Regions from separate parts of the Drosophila melanogaster genome. Here region 1 is linked to region 2. The links are chromatin contacts, called in public Hi-C maps. All regions are on one chromosome and are shown on one strand. The core of a region is the stretch at or near the end of the contact, and the rest is flanking DNA. Distances in the headings are between cores, read along the strand shown. Region 1 holds the start of Dsp1 (Dorsal switch protein 1). Region 2 holds the start of Top1 (Topoisomerase 1).

Evidence for each region. Hi-C and Micro-C count contacts between places; a contact is called where the count stands out from the background.
Region 1: a Hi-C map of the Kc167 cell line shows a contact between it and region 2, with 3 times the contacts expected there. The contact joins the promoter of Dsp1 here to the promoter of Top1 in region 2. A contact is called at or near these places in 2 of 107 Hi-C or Micro-C datasets (the Kc167 cell line and embryo) and 1 of 6 datasets of contacts at active chromatin or transcription factors (the Kc167 cell line).

The regions. Positions count from the first base shown.
Region 1 is chrX:16,332,237-16,334,936 of dm6, reverse strand. It overlaps Dsp1 (Dorsal switch protein 1), which reads right to left and starts at 1,325. Exons shown (of 7, transcript NM_206762.3): 1 at 1,174-1,325; 2 at 524-636. The coding sequence starts at 547. CG9921 reads left to right here and starts at 1,337. Exons shown (of 3, transcript NM_001272680.2): 1 at 1,337-1,562.
Region 2 is chrX:15,318,160-15,320,859 of dm6, reverse strand. Top1 (Topoisomerase 1) reads right to left here and starts at 1,368. Exons shown (of 8, transcript NM_001014742.2): 1 at 1,053-1,368. The coding sequence starts at 1,079. gce (germ cell-expressed bHLH-PAS) reads right to left here. Exons shown (of 10, transcript NM_001272637.2): 10 at 1,786-2,700. mir-4957 (mir-4957 stem loop) reads left to right here and starts at 823; the gene lies at 823-906.

The sequences.
Region 1 (2,700 bases), core at 76-2,575, 1.0 Mb before region 2:
ATTCTTGGTATAAATGTACATATTTGTATATTTATACAAACTAATAAGAAAAATGGCGGACTTGGATGCGCACGCAAAATACAATTTTGATTGTACAGCGTCGCTTTTTTGTTTGTATGCATACTTGCACATACATAGGCGTACACTTTTTGCATTTAGTAACATGCCGATTTACTTAATAACTAAAAACAAAAGCGAGACGCAATGGATGTACAAGCGCTTGCATGTACATACGTATGTAAGTATGTATGCAGCATATATATTCACAAAAAGTTTCCACTGCGGCTGAGAAAAGGCAATCAGGTGCCGAAATATCCAAATAAATAATAAATAAATAGGTGCCTGGCTTTTTTGTTAATTATACATTGTCGTTTGGCGGGAAAATGATTAAAACGCGGCAACCTATACATAAACGCGCCCATGATTGTATGTGTGTTGTGCCATGAGTGTATATAAATGTGTGTTTGTGTGTGCGTGCGTGTGTGTTTTAAATAAAACGCCGTATACCTGCACACAAGCTTACCTGTATTTGATGAAAGTGTTCCATAACTGTGAGATTTCGGATCTAGTCCGAATGTTTCAATCGTGGATTGGCTTTATACTGGGATTTCCGTTCTATATCTTTCACTTTTATTCCTAAATGGTTAAAGCATATATATTTAGTTTTAGCACAAGTACGTATGTATGTAATACGCACACCAACGCAAATTGGAGTCGAGTCTTAAGCCAGTTTTTTTGTCTGTTTTCCTTTTTTTAATACTGTTCTACGCAGTTTGTTGTACGTCGTATTGTATTGATTATTGCATGTATGTATGCATGTACGGCCACAAACGCGAATGTATGATGCACGTTACAAGGAAAAAAAGGAACACGGCACAAGCCAAAACTTCGAAATGAAATTCGAAAATTTAAGAATTTCACAATGCACGTTGTTTTTTTGTACTTCTTTTTTTTTGTCTAGGCCTTTTTCGCTTATTTGTTGTTTGATTTTATTTGTTTTTTTGGTTGGGAAAACGCGAAACGCGGGCGGCTTTGCGGATTTGTTTTGTCGTTTGTATTTAGCTTGTAAAAAATAAACAAACAGCGCTGCATACGCTGAGTTTATTGTATCGTATCGTATCGCTTGTGTTTTGTTGGTGTGGTATGGTATATATGCTATACAGTACACAGTACACAGCACACAGTATGGTATCGTATCAATGCGAATGCGGAAAATACAATATATGAGGTTGGTTCGCGCGCCGCTCGTACCAACAACGAATGAATTGAATTGAATTGCCGTCTCTGCCTTACCTTCTCACTGTGCTTCCAAATCCAAACGGGCGGATAAATGTGTATGCGTTGCGTTGCGTTGGACTGTGTGCGCAATTCTTTGCTGGTGTGCGTGTGTGCGGGAGAGCGAGAGCGCGAAGAGAGTCGTTATAGTCATTTTGTTGGTAGAATTAGTGTTGCTGAGAGAGCGCTCAGTGTCATATACATACATATGTACATACACGTGGTGGAGGGAAAAGGCCTTATAAAACTTTTTGGCCTGTTACTTTCATACAAACATACGATCACGGGTATGTACATAAACGCTGGCGTGCCAAACATACAAACTATGGAGTGTGTGGAGTGTGGGAAAAATACAGAACTGTATGTATGCATATGTACATTACACAGTTCTTAGGGCCAAAATTTATTTTAAACATACATATCTTATTTTTAACTGCCAGCTACATTCGTTAATGCGACGAATTCTACAAAACCGATATGCATCAATGCAAACACATTGATACATAGCCAAGCATATACAACTGTGCTCATGCTAATAGTAGTGCATATGACCGCCACTTTCTAAATTGATGATTTTATATGAATGCTATGTTCAATTTGTCAAGCGGTTTTTCAGAATGAATAAGTTCATATTAATTACTGAAATTATATGTTTTGTTAAAGAGCAGTGCAGGTACAAAAAGCCATTTGTAACTGCTTTGCTTGTTTTGCGACACAGAAGACGAAGCGAAAAAAAAAATTAATTAACAAAAGGGAATACGGAAAAAAACCGTTTGATGCCTTTCAGTGCTATTTCCACGAACGCAGCTGTATGTACATACGTGTGGAACACACAAACATATGTACATCGCAGCGACCCGCTACATACACATACACATTTTCATTTTGTGTGTTCCCGTCTGACTGTACTTTCAATTCGAATTCGAAAGAGAAAAAAATGTTCTCTTATGTTTTAAAACAAATTCTCCCTCAATTCTCTCTGTCATACAGAGAGAAGGAGTAATGCATGTGTGTATGTTTGTAATGTATGAGGTCACAAAAATCCAAAAAAAAAAATAAAATCTCAATTATATTGGCCATTAAAATTATTTATTAATTTTTCCATACTATACTTAAGATTTTCGCTTTAAAATTTATTTGCGGTTTTTTAAATTATTTGTTTAAATCGATTATTTATATATGTATATTTTAATATTTATTGACTTCGAAATACTTTAAAATACCAGCCCTGTTCTGGTTTCTTCGAATTAAAACAATATAAATTATTTTAAATGGTGAAATTAATTTCGTTCTAAAAAATTCAGGTATATTTATTTCTTAGGGAAATAAAGTATTATTTGCTGCTAGTTTTATTATGTTAAAAAAAGGTATAGACAAATTAGTAGATGTGTAATTTTGGTAAAGGGTGTGAACCATATCAAATGT
Region 2 (2,700 bases), core at 119-2,618:
ATCGAAGAAGAAGAGCCGCCGAGCGATGGCGACAGGAAATTGAAAATTGTTTCCGAATCACTTGGAATAGGTTAATATATATTTAAAAAACACCTTGCCAAACAATGACACCCACACACGCACAAGAGTCGTTTAGAATACAGAAAATCGTTGCTTTTTTTTTACACTTTTTGCATTTTTTTTTTTTTTTTTAACAGCTACACACACAAACACATCCCCACGGGGTTATTGTTGTTATTGTGGTTGCATATTATTCATCCGGAGCATTTTCTAGTTAATGCTTTTATTTGTTTTTGGCTGTTTTGGGGTGGCACATCTGTCTTATCAGACGACGGAACACCTTCGTATATGTATGTGCATGTAGAAGTGTAATTGCAAAATGGGACACTTGCAATTACATATGTACATGAAAGCAGCGGTCCACAACCAACAACAACAACAACAACAGCAGCAAACACATGTGATATTATGTGTGTGGAAGAGGGCAGTGTGACCAAACTTGGTGGTAATCTACGAAGAACAGGGAAATTGAGACGCTATGCGAACGTAAATAAGGCAAGTTGCAGTGGAAATGCAGGGAAATGAGTTAGTTAAAGGGTGTTTTTGAGGGGGAAAAATGTGGAAAGGCAACGTTCGAGTGGCTGGTGAAAATACCAGTTTTGATTAAAATACCAGCCAGCTGCGGCCACACTGTGCCAAATACATTTCGTCTGCCTCGGCTCTTCCCCTCCCTGCTTCACACCATCCTTCACCTTTTCCCACTTGCATTGTCGCCATTTTCGTCAATTACCAAAAGACCTCTTCTTACTTTTTTTTCTCTGCTCGTTGTATTTTACGCACTCTGCTGGCAGCGCTGTCGGCGTCGCTGCCAGCTGCCAGCAGCGAGCGGTACACTTGCAACTATCCTGTGCACCCTACAATTATGCGGTTCAGAATTTAACTTGATTTTTTGGGACTGACAGGCAGGCTGCAGGCGGCAGGCAAAGTCCCCCCATTCAACACGTTTGCACATTACATAAAAAAGGAATGGATATTTCGTTTAGGGCACTTACATTTTCGGCAGCCACATCCCCACTCATTTTGCGGAACTCGCTTAGCGGTTTTTCTTTTATTTTATTCGTTCCTTTCTTTTCTTTTCACGCTTTTACACTGTTCGACTAAACTGTTCGTTAGGATTTTCAATAATTAGATGTTGGTGCTCCTTAAAGCGGTGACAGCGGCGGGGAAATAAAAGCGCACTGAAGTTTTTCGAAAAGGAGCAGCGTTTGGTGCTTTGGTCAATGCGAATGCCCTTGCTTTTTGGCTTCTTTGCGTTTTACGGAACGCAGCAGCCACGCAGTCTCCCCGATAGGCGATTGGTTCGGACAAGTAGCGACTGCTGCTATCGGAGAGCGATAGGCTGATAGTTCGGATTCGGACAGTGTGACCGTCGGTGCCCGTGTCGATACTAGCCTGTCGATAGATGTTCACTCTTTCTCGATAGTCTGAGCACTGAATTGATACGAAATCTAGAATAACTTTAAGAAAAAGCTAACTTTTTTTCACTTTCACAAAAGGGTTTTCCCCACTATTTGCTTAAATCACTGATTGTGGTAAATGCAGCGCCAAACGTTCAAAAAAAAAAAAATAAGCATTGAATGCCACAAAATGAAATATAAAACATTTAAAGAAATTATTTAACGTTCTGGCATCGAAGTAATTTATTACTTTCGTACAGCTCTTGCAATTATTATTTTGGAAGAAAAACAAATAAAACCACCGCCATAACTGCTTTATCATTGTTTTGTATGTAGGTACACAAGTTTATTCACTAATACATTAGTTTAATATTAATTTAGATAAAAAAAAAAACAAATGCATAACAAACATTTAACAGAGTTCTCATATTTTTGTCGCCTCAGCTTTTTCTGGTTTTTGTGGGTGTGTGTGTTTGTGTGTGTGTGTGGTTTCTTAACTTCCGTTTTTACGCTTTTACATCGATTTATTATTAGTTTACATCGAACCATATATGCATCTAATTATGTATACATTTGTGTAAATTGTACTTGGCTCACTTGCTACATATATGCAGTGCACCGTGCTTGGCCAAAATCCATCAATTCGTCCGGATTTATCTTAACCATAACAACATTAAACATCTATAAAAAGTGTTCGTACGGTAAATGTAATTAAACTATGCAACGCTTCCTTTTAGTGCGCGTATGAATATATTTGTTATATTTATGTATGTATGTATATATTACCTTTTCATGCGAAACTATGCCGATTTAAGTTTAGGTTTTAGTTTTAGATTTACGGTTGTTTCCATCTCGGTATTATGTATGTGTGTATGTAGTTGGTAACAGTCTTTTATCACGTTTAGTTTGGGCATTACGCACAACGTATGGTACATAGGTTTTTAATAGTATATTTCATTTAGCATAATAATTGTTTAAATCCTCCCATTTACGCTAATCATTACTTATATCATTATCTTAATCCTTTGTGGGTGTTTGTTGCCGTTTCCGCTTTCGATGCAAATTGACGTGACTCTTTTCTATTCATATTTGTTCTACCATCTTTTTGTTTTAGAAAATTGGGATCAGCAAATAACAAGTTGTGTTCAAAAGAATCAGCTGTGATTGGATTAAGCTACTAAATATGTATGTGTCTAACATTCTAAACGAAATCGGAAACGGAAACGGTAACGGTAACTAGTTC